3 separate regions of the Sus scrofa genome follow, and regions 1 and 2 are each linked to region 3. Evidence: chromatin contacts called from public Hi-C and promoter capture Hi-C data. All regions are on one chromosome and are shown on one strand. The core of a region is the stretch at or near the end of the contact, and the rest is flanking DNA. Distances in the headings are between cores, read along the strand shown.

Region 1 (3,593 bases), core at 963-3,462, 1.5 Mb after region 3:
CTGGTCCCTTGTTCACCTGATGACATAGAAATGATCTATCCCATTCTGTGAAAATCATTAGAAACCGGAATTAACAGAGTAGGAACCTGAGCACTAAATTGTGGTGGTTATATTATTCGATAGGACTAAGTGTGTACACAGAAATGAAGGCTCTGACCTTCATCTATTTGCCTTCAATTTATTTCCATCGCATTTTTCTGTCATACGAAGCGGACGACTACATTAGGTTTCCTTTTGGAAGTATGTGAGTGTCTACAATTCTTTAAGCTAACATTAATATAATTCCTTTTGTTGGAGAAAATTTAGGCAATCTAAGCAAGACATGGAAAATTTTATTTGAGCCGAGTTTGGGAAGAGTGTCTCAGAAAGCTCTGAGAACTGTTCTGCCTGTTAGAAGTCAAGGCACAGTTATATAAGTTTTCTGAGATAGAGGGCTGGGCGTCAAATGACATATTATTGATGGCTCACACAATCCAGATCTAAGTGTCATGTCACCCCCTTATGAGATCAAGAAGATACGTTATCTTTTTTGGTGTTCGGTTTTTAGAAAAAAATTTTTTTTGAATATTTTCTTTTCTTTTTCCTTTTTTTTTTAGGGCTGCATCTGTGGAGGTTCTCAGGCTAGGGGTTCAATTGGAGCTGTAGCCGCTGGCCTACGCCAGAGCCACAGAAGTGCTGGGTCTGAGCTGTGTCTGCAACCTACACCACAGCTCATGGCAGTGCCAGATCCTTACTTAACCCACTGAGCAGGCCAGGGATCGAACCCACGTCCTCAAGGATGCTAGGCGGGTTAGATAGCACTGAGCCACAATGGGAACTCCTATTTTATTTTTTTTAAATGATTTTTATTTTTCCATTATAGTTGGTTTACAGTCTTCTGTCAATTTTCTACTGTACAGCAAAGTGATCCAGTCATATATATGTACATTCTTTTTCTCTAGAAAAAATTATTTAAATGGACTTTGCGTCTTCTCAGACACACAGATAAATTCCTTCACTAAAAAACTGAGAAAAGACACTTTTCCAAGATGGCATTGTGACTATCTAATTGAATATGTGGGAAAGTACTTTAATGAACATGGAAGTGCTTTGGAAAAGCATGGAGTTATTGTATTTACTTTATATACACATTCCATTTACTCCTCCAACAAATATTTATTGAGCACAGTGTTCCAGGTTCCTCGCTAGACACGGTGGATATAATGCGCAATTTAATGACATCACAGCCTTCAGCAGTTTACAATCAAGTCTGCTTCCTGATCCTGACAACCCTCCACCTCCGCTTCAGCGAAACAGAACGAAAAAGAAAAAACAAGGTAAAGTCCACTGTTCGGTTTTGTCTTTTTGCCTTTTCTAGGGCCGCTCCCACGGCATATGGAGGTTCCCAGGCTAGGGGCTGAATCGGAGCTGTAGCCGCTGGCCTACGCCAGAGCCACAGCAACGTGGGATATGACCGCGTTTGCGACGCCGGATCCTTAACCCACTGAGCAAGGCCAGGGATCCAACCTGAAACCTCATGGTTCCTAGTCGGATTCCTTAACCACTGCGCCACGACGGGAACTCTACTGATCTGTTCTTTCATAGTACTTTTTAACTCTCTTTTCCTCCTAGCACTATTACAACTTCAATTACATTGGTTACTAACTGTGTCAGCCACTAGAATTTTGAGGTCCACGGGAACAAACATTTTATTTCTTTTGTTCCCTGCTTTATACTCAGTGCCTTGCGTGGCTGACATTGAAAAGAGAGTAATGAATGTGTTGAATGCATGAATGAATGAATGTAAAAGCAAGTGGATGCCGAAAACCTAAATATAATTCAGCACAACACGCATTATATTAGGCGTACGTAGAACGATGAGAATTTATAGGCAGGGCATTTAAAGTAGCCTTGATGGGGCTGATGGCCAGAAGAAATATCTTTCAAACTCAGATACTTGCATGATACCGTCCTCAACTGGCCTGCCGCAGGCTTAACAGGGACTATCCGCTCAACCATCAGGATCCTGCCAATTGTGGCAGGTCCAGGAGACTGGTTAAATGACTCGAGGGCCGGCGTCCAATTAGATCATCTCTGGCTAAAAGCCACAAGAAAGAAGACGTTTCATCCCCCGGTGCAGCCGCAGGACTGGGACCAGAACCAGCCCCATCCTCCACGTCGACGCCGCCGTCGGTCACGTCACGCGGGCCGCCCGCGCATGCGCAGCGCTCGGACGGCGGCCCCGCGGGCGCTGACGGCTTCCGGCCTGGTGTCCCCGCCCCCGCGCGGCTCCTGCTTTCCCGGCTCCGCGGAGGCGGCGGCGGCGGCGGCGGTGGCCGCGGGGTGGCGGGGGCAGGGGTGGCGAGGCCAGCTGGATGCCCGATCGGGGGTCCCCGGAGCCATGGCCTGCTCCATCGTCCAGTTCTGCTACTTCCAGGACCTCCAGGCCGCCCGGGACTTCCTCTTCCCTCATCTGCGGGAGGAGACCCCCAGCGGCGCCTTGAAGAGGGACCCCAGTAAGTGCCCCCGCCGCCCCCGCACGCCCTGATCGCGGGGTCCAGTCTCCCCCCAACTGCGCGACTCCGGCCCCCGGCTCCTAGCTCCCCTCGCGGATCCCCTGCCCTCCTCGCCCTGGGGCCGCGTCCGCGCTGCCTGCGTCGGCGCCGTCGGCCTCGCGCCGGAACCGCCCCGCCCTCTGGCCGGACCCTGCGTCTCGCCTCCTCTGGTCCCGGCCGAGCGCTCTCCCCACCCCCGCTCTCCCGCGTGTCTCCTCCGCCTCGCGTGGCTCCAGCCCCGGCGCCCAGCTCCGAGGTCGCGTCTTCCTCCCGGTTCCTCGCCAGCTGTCAGCGCTCTGGCCTGGCTTTGCCTCACCCTCCGCGCTCGTCCTTGCCTGGGACCGTGGCCTTCCGCTGCCGCCCTTTCCCAAAGTGTTTACCATCGCCCGCACTCTGCCTTCTTCCGTCAGCTTTCCTCCGGTTCAGATTTAGAGAACGAGTGATTGACAGGTGAGGGACTCCTAAGGTGATGCGTAGGCGTCTCCTACGTAAGGACACGGACCTGTCAGGAGGTGGGAACCCACATCGGGCCTGAAATTACAGTAGCGTGGCCATGAGACGTTAATAATTTGCTTTCTTGAGATGAGAAGCTTTCCAACCTGTTATTATCATCAAACAGTGCGACTTGCCCACGTAGTATAAAAGCGCAAGTCTGGTTTATTAGCGGCTGCGTGGTTCTAAAGAACTTCGTACATTTCTGCTGTTGAAAAGGGTGTGTGTTTTCTGTTTGATTTCTTTGTATTTCCATTCACGTGGCTTTGTAGTAAAAGCCATTTGTCCGAAGCACATTTGGCTTTGTAGTAGAGTGCTGTTACTTTGTGCTCTACTGGAAGGGTGATAAAAGTTCCACTACATAAGCTCCTTTCCTTTTTTAAATTTAGAAGGCATCAAATCAGACCTGTTTAGGAGTATTTCCTGTGTGCCAGTCAGCAGTGCTGCAAATCAAATAAGGTTGATAGACTCTGTTGTCTCGGCCCTTATGGTTGACGGAGACAAGTGCGTGAGCTTGTACAGTACAGTGTGATTGAGATGCACAGATGGCACTAGGGATACTTTAAG
Region 2 (3,444 bases), core at 441-2,940, 1.1 Mb after region 3:
GTGGGTGATGGTGGTGGTAGGCGGCTGAGAGTGGAGACAGCCGCTGCGGGAAGCCAGCCGGGACTTCGGAGGGCGCCACCACCGGGGTGGGTCGAAGCGGGGATCTGGCGGCTGCCTGGAACGAGGCGTGCGGGTGAGCCGATCCCAAGTGCGCGGTGAGGGCGGCGGCCGAGGCCCCAGCCAGACCCTCCGGGGCCGCCCCCGGCTCCCCAACGCCGGCGTGGAGGATGTCCGCGATGCAGAAGGAGGGTTTCTTGACGGCAGCGGGGTCCAGGGGGAAGGAGCAACCGCCCGGGCCGGCGGAGGAGCAGTAGGCGGCCGACCAGAGGCTGAAGTTGGGCGCGTAGAAGGGAGCCAGCCCCGCGGCGAACATCCTGGCGGGGTGAGGCCAGCGGCCGCTGCGGCCTGCCGGGGCCGAGTGGGTGAGTGGGTTCGCGGAGAGGGGCGCGCTAAGTCCAGGAGGGGGCGGCAGCCCAGCCGGGGTCGATCCACTTACACTTCTCGGTCCGAACTGAAGCGAAGCCAGGGAGCCCTAGCGCCACCGACGGAGGAGGCGAGGCCCGGATCCCAGCCGGTCACAGCCTCGGGCCCTGGCCTCACTTTAAAGGCGGCTCGGCGCCCGCGCTCCCCGCGGGCTGGAGGCGAGCGAGGGGCGCTCGGGCGGCTGGGCGGGCGGGTGCGCGGCTCCGCACACGCCAGGGAAGCCAGGGAAGCCAGGGAAGCCAGGGAGACGGGGCCGGGCACCGAAAGAAACAGCCAAACAGCTAAGGCTTGAGAAATAAATTTAAAACAACAACAATAATAATCCGTTAGTTTAAAAAAAAAAAGTAATAAGAGGGGAAAAAAAAGAAAAAAAAAAACTCCTCTCTAAAAACTCCCAAAGTTTTGGCAGGAGCTTTCGAGTCAGACCCAGGGTAGGACCTCGATCAGGGCGTTCATTGGCCATGCTGGTGACCAATGGGAGCGGGGAGTGGAGGGGAACTGGGTAAGGGGGCGTGGCCCGCCCCCTCGGCCACGCCCCAGCCACGCCAAACTGTTTGCTGCTGCCGCGTGGGTTGAGCCCAGTCGGGCGTCCTTCTCCGAAGAGTACGATCCGGGACCGACCGAGGTTCCAGGGTGTTCTAACCTTCAGCTACGGCAGCTCCGAACCGGCGCCAGGTGTGGAGAGTTGGTCACAGCGCTCCTGGAGCGCTCGCCTAGGGAAGCTGGTGCTCCCCTAAATTAACGCGGGTGCAAGGCCCGCCTCCTGGGACTCTGGGGGCGCCCTAGGTTTCCCAACTCTTTACTTAAGTGGGGCCTGATTTTCTCCACTCGGCCTTTATCCCGAGAGTCATTGTCCCCTACAAGGCTCCATCTTTTATGAGTTCCCGCCCCTACGCTGCCCTGCCCTGAGCTCTCGCGCGGGATTGCTGCGGCACTGGGTCAGCCCCACCCAAGTCAGCCCCGCGTCCGCTCCTCTGCCTCGGAGATCCTCTGGGAAGAGAGGAGGGGCGGCCACAAATTAGCTTTATTCCGAGCTGTCACGCACTGACAATTTGAATGAGTAACTTTTCAAACAAAATAAGATGGATGTCTACGAACGTCTCCCTCGGACGCGGCCAAACCTTCCCCCAGCCTAAGAGACAACAAAACAGGCCGCCGTCCGAAACAGGGAGAGCGGCACGCGCGGTCCGCTCCTCTGCAGTACCTTGTAGGAAATGTCACCCTACCTCCTCCTCTGCCACATCCCCGATCACGTGGGGTCTGTAGTTTTGCAAGTGCCCACGAGAGCAGATTTCCTTGGGGTTAAATACTGCTCCCAATCCCGTGGCTGTTTCCCCACAGGGCCTGGTCGCAGGAGAAGCTGCAGTGGTGGCCGAGGTCTTCCACTCGTACTTGGGGTCTTCAGAGCGCAGAGCGCGTGTAGTGGGGGGTTTTCTGCAGCATCAACATCTCTATTTTAAGAATTCGTTCTCTTTTAAATTATAGTCCTAACGGGTTTCCCCACCCCTCTCCCAAACAAACCACAGGCCACCCAGATGAGCTTTTCTTGCACATTTTCAGGAAGAAAATAAAATAATAACAATAATGAAACCACGAAAGCTTTTGTTTTCGATTGTCCTAATAAGCATCTTCTAACAGAACTTCCGCACCTCTGTGGCATTTTTTAAAAGTTCATTTCAGTTAACAGGTCTTACCAAAGAGAAACCCAGAAAGGCAAATGACTTTACTGTGCCTCTCTCGAGTCCAGAATTTGGGCTAGTTCATTTCTAGTGGTTTCTAGCCTCGGGTTGCAGATGCTGTCATCTTAAGCTTTTGACTTTCTCCCGGAAAGTATCAATCACGAATCAATCACTTCTGACCAGCCAGCACTGAAAACAAGCACACCCTCCACCCAACACCCACCCCACCCAGCCTCTGTCTCTCTCTCTACCTCTTTTACTAAAGGGGTTTCTTGCCCAGCTCTCGGCAGCCGGGACAGAGGTGTCAGCAGAGGTGGAAAGAAATGATGGATCTGCTGCTGCACTAGCACCTGGGGTGGGAGAGGCGCCCAGGGGCAATGAGGCCAACAAGGATGTATAAGGCCTTCTGAGTCGTTGGACCCGCCCTCAAAAGCTCCAGCGCCGGCAATAGATGCAAAGGCTGTGGATTCCAGCGAGCCTTGGGTCCGAGGGCGCTGCCTCTGCAGAACTTGGCAGCCCTGGGGGAAAGTCGCTAGCGCCAGCCAGCGTAGATCTGGTGGCCTTAAGCCCTCTCTTCCTCCTTTTTCTGGTGTCACTTCCAATTCCGTTGCAAACATCAAACCTTGGCCTAAGCATGAATTCACTGTACCAAACGGGCCGCATTTAGGCCTCGCCCCAGGCAGCCGGCCCCAAAATGAGACGCGATCCTGTGGGTGGGCACAGGGTGCAGATCGGGCTGGAAGGCGAGCCCTCTGGGTTTCCAGCTGGGCCCACCACCGCATCTGCAGCATTTCAAGGCCTGAGCACGGGGCGGGAGGGGAGAAAACTAGGCCCCAAGGGCGCGTTTCCGCCCCCTCGCCCGCCTCGTGCTCCTCTTTTCCCGCTAGGCCCAAGGTTCAATTTAAATGGCAACTTGTCCCGCGCGTCCCTCGGCTTTCCCAGACCCTTGGCTTCGTTGCACCGGCATCAGCCCCGCCCGGACCCACTCGGAGCTCCCGGAGGGAAACGCGAAAAAGGAAATTTGGGGAAGGACCTCCTGCCTCCTCTCCACACTGCACCCCGGCCCAGGCCTGGGCTCTGCGGGCTCCTGGCCGTCTTTTGAGTCTTCAGAATCCCCTCCCCCTTACACCCCCACTCCTCCGAACCAAGAAAGCAGCAGGAAACCCTGGACTCGCTGGAGTTCAGGTCATCTCCTGTTTTTGATGGGCTCAAACTCGGACTAAATGAGCGGATGTGCCTGCGAGATTGGTCTCAAAATAGAAGTGGCCTTAGTATTTTAGGA
Region 3 (3,557 bases), core at 346-2,845:
CGGCCTGGGGCAAAGAAGCGAGTGTGGTCCCCAGGCCCCCAGGGGAGGAGGAAGCAGAGCCCCAAGACCCCCCCAGGCAGAGGGGCACAGCGGCAGCGAGCTGGCAGGAGCCTCCCTCTGATGCTTCCGTCAAGGTGGTGGGTCAGGGGATGAGCTTCCAGTTTGCCCCTGGGGAACTGCTGCTGCTGCTGCTGCTGCTGCTGCACATGACCTTAGACACCTGGGAAGCTGGGGTGCAGGCGAGGACCAGTGGTGAGAGCTTGACCTTGGGCTGCGCAGTGGTCTTCTCCTCAAGAACCTTGTCCTCTGACCTGACCGGATGCCCCATGTCCGCTTCTGCAGCGAGACCAAAGCCCATGTTGCCAGGCTACCTGGCTGCCTGTTTGCCAGTCTGTAAACCCGCTTGGAAGTCCACTGTGTGTCCCTGTTTGTAAGTGCCCGTGACCTAAGGCAATAAATCAACACTTGCTCAAATGGACCCGGAGTGTTTGATCTCCTGGATGCTTGCCTGGTGGTAAGAAATGGGACGTGGAGTTCCCGCGTGGGGCAGGGGCTCGGCAGCGTCTCTGCGGGCCAGCACGCAGGTTCTGAGCCTGGCCAGGCACAGCAGGTTAAAGGATCCAGTTGCCCCAGCGGGGCCTAGGTCGCAGCTGCGACTGGGATTTGATCCCTGGCCCGGGAACTCCCTATGCCCAGGTGGCCGAAAAAGACAGAAAAGAAAAAAAAAAAAAAAATCTGCCGTGCTTCACCCAGTTTGCCTAAGAGCCATGTGTCACTCCCAAGCCTCATCTCAGGTCTAAGAGGGGGCTTGTAGTGATGCCTTTGGGGGAGAGCTCCTCTAAAATGGATGTCTCCTTCGCCCTCACTGAAGCGAGGGTATGAATAAAGGCAGGTCCTCTGGCGCCTACTGTTCTGCGGGGCAGAGAGCATAGCAAACATGACTACAGGTTGCATACCTATTATGTGCTAAGTTTATATCCACTCTCCAAAACCTCAAAACCTTGCTGCTTGCGTGTTGCCCCATCACTTCTGCTGCAGATCAGGGAAGTGAGGCCTGGCGAGGTTAGGCCACTTGCCCTGGACCACGGCAGCAAGGGAGCGGGGAATTGTTCAGCTGGACTTGAACCAACGCCCCTGTCAGCCTCTCTGGGGGCCCCCAGGGAGGGTGGTGGCTTTTAACCTGGTACTTGAGGAATGACAGAGCTAAGAGCTTCAACAAGTTCTCCAGATTCTGCAGAGTACCCGGAAGAATATAGGCAATTTGACTTAATGGAACAAAACCAAAAATGCCAGGGTTTTAGGATCCAGAGCTAAAATCTTGCAAGCCAAGAAATTGTCCCAGTCACATCATCCTCAAAAGAACCCAGATTAAGAAATACATTCTCTTGTTTTTTGTGGAGTTTGGGTTATGCTGGGGGAGATACTTGATTTCGTCTCAACAAGTGCCATGCTTACAGCTTGCCAGGCACAGTACAGGCTCTGGGAGACCCAAAGAGATGAAAGGCTTACCTGCTGTAAGCACTGTTAAGCATTAACTTGAACTCAAGGTCATGAGACTCGGGATCCTTGAACTTGCCCCATATGAGAGCTGCAAATGGGAGCCGCCCATTTAATTAAAATTTTTCTAGTAGCCAAAAAAAGGTAAAATTAATGCAATTACACAATTTATTTAATCCTGTATATTATGGTATTATTGTTTCAATATGTAATTGATTAAAAATTACTAATGGGATAGTTGACATTCTTTTTTTTTTTTTTTTGGTACTGAATTTTCTAAACCCAATGTGTATTTTATTTCAGCAAATCTCAATCTGGAATAGCCACATTTCAGGCACTCAATGGTTTCATGTGGCAGGGGGCTAGTTTATAGACAGTCCTTTATCAAAACATCCTGGGTGCGGACAATTTCTGTATTCAGAAAATGCTCTGGGGAATTCCCGTTGTGGCTCAGCGGAAACAAACCCAACTAGTAGCCATGAGGATGCGGGTTTGATCCCTGGCCTCTCTCGGTAGGTTAAGGATCCGTGGTTACCACCAGCTGTGGTGTAGGTAGCAGATGCAGCGCGGATCTTACATTGCTGTGTCGTGGGTCAGCAGCTGTAGCTCTGATTCGACCCCTCACCTGGGAACTCCCATATGCCACTCGTGGCCCTTAAAAAAAGAAACAGAAAAGAAAGGGCACTGGTGACTATAGTCACCCAGCATTCGGGAATTCAGGGTAAAAACTGCAAACCTTGGCTTCCCGCGCAGCCCGGGCCCGTTTATTTCGGGGAATCGCTCCCTCTTTCTCTCGTAGGGGGCAGGATGGTGGCGCCAAGCTGGGCTCTGAACGCCAAGCTGCCACGTGTCCTCGTCCAGGCCACGCGGGCCAATCTCTGGGCCCGGCAACAGGGTCTGGAGGCGCCCTCGCCGCGGGTCGGGCCAGCGAGAGCCGGGCTCCAGCGCCACCAGGCGGCCGCGCGGCGTCACTGCAGGCGCAGCCACGTCCCGCCCGCCCCGCGCACCCGCGCCGCGCGCCGCGCGCCGTCGAGGTCCCCGCGTCGCCGCCCTCTGCCTTTCGTAACTCGGCGCGGGGTCTGGGTTTGCAGGGCTTTGAAAACGAGCCCCCGGCGCCTTGCGCCCTCTCTTCCGGCGCTCTGGCCGCAGATTCGGGTAGCGCCGGCCACCGTGGACCATTTTTCTTTTTTTCCTGCTTCGCGGCGTTCCAGGATTTTCTCTTCCGGGTCGCTCTGAGGCACGGTAAGCATGTTCGTGATTTATATTTCAGGACTAAGTCCTGCCAGAAGTACCGTTTTTTAGAAATCACTGTTTCATTTTGGAATCCCTGGTGCGTATTTACGCGGGATGGTTTTTTAAAAAAAGCGGAAATGCAGATGAGGCCCCAGCGAGGATCGAACTCGCGACCCCTGGTTTACAAGACCAGTGCTCTAACCACTGAGCTATGGAGCCTGCTCACTACCTGGCGCGCTGTAATTCAAGGACATTGGAAGTAACATTGCTTTCCGGCAGTCTCAATTAACTGACCCTCGGCGTCCACTATCTCGGACAATTGTAAAGACAACGTAATAAGCAGAAAAAAAAGCCGAATCTCAAAATTGTATGTTTATGATTACCAAACACGAATTCATACCGACGATACATTATGCATACAGATAATTACTGAAAGGGAAAGTGCAAAAATGAAATACTGTTCTAATGGTGCATGAATGGTACCTTTACGTCTTAAAAAGTTCTCCAGTCTGTTGTTTGTATGACAAATTGTATCAAGTTTTGTACTTAGAGGGAAGTTATGGGGGAGTATCTTTGGTACCCGTAACTGAAATAAGTAATCGACTGAGGATGAATTAATTGATTCCACACATTTTTGAGTACGCACGTCCTACCCGATGGTAGAGGTACAGTGAGTAGGTAGCGCTCTGTTCCCTCTCCTGTGTAAACGATCCATCACTGCCTGAAGGAGAGGATGACAAGCACGCGCTCCCAGAGGTCTGGAGGCTTCTCTCCCTGACCTCCTTCAGATTCCTTTTCTCATCAAGACTCTTCTCTCACCACCCCCT

The links. Promoter capture Hi-C pulls out the DNA fragments that hold promoters and counts their contacts. Hi-C and Micro-C count contacts between places; a contact is called where the count stands out from the background.
Region 1: a Hi-C map of heart right ventricle shows a contact between it and region 3, with 6 times the contacts expected there. The contact joins the promoter of RAB3GAP2 here to the promoter of LOC110255736 in region 3. A contact is called at or near these places in 2 of 47 Hi-C or Micro-C datasets (embryonic fibroblasts and heart right ventricle).
Region 2: a contact with region 3 is called in a promoter capture Hi-C map of fetal skeletal muscle, with 12 times the contacts expected there. The contact joins the promoter of HLX here to the promoter of LOC110255736 in region 3. A contact is called at or near these places in 1 of 5 promoter capture datasets (fetal skeletal muscle), 12 of 47 Hi-C or Micro-C datasets (alveolar macrophages, embryonic fibroblasts, fetal skeletal muscle and 6 more) and 1 of 2 datasets of contacts at active chromatin or transcription factors (skeletal muscle).

What each region holds. Positions count from the first base shown.
Region 1 is chr10:9,826,949-9,830,541 of Sscrofa11.1, reverse strand. RAB3GAP2 (rab3 GTPase-activating protein non-catalytic subunit) reads left to right here and starts at 2,212. Exons shown (of 35, transcript XR_002336185.1): 1 at 2,212-2,495.
Region 2 is chr10:10,261,687-10,265,130 of Sscrofa11.1, reverse strand. It overlaps HLX (H2.0-like homeobox protein), which reads right to left and starts at 1,690. Exons shown (of 4, transcript XM_021064336.1): 1 at 1-1,690. The coding sequence starts at 373. It overlaps MARC1 (mitochondrial amidoxime-reducing component 1), which reads right to left. Exons shown (of 9, transcript XR_002336192.1): 9 at 664-770.
Region 3 is chr10:11,312,768-11,316,324 of Sscrofa11.1, reverse strand. LOC110255736 reads left to right here and starts at 1,595. Exons shown (of 7, transcript XM_021065090.1): 1 at 1,595-1,641; 2 at 2,297-2,739. The coding sequence starts at 1,595. HHIPL2 (HHIP-like protein 2) reads left to right here. Exons shown (of 10, transcript XR_002336124.1): 10 at 1-478. TRNAT-UGU (a tRNA gene) reads right to left here and starts at 2,949; the gene lies at 2,877-2,949.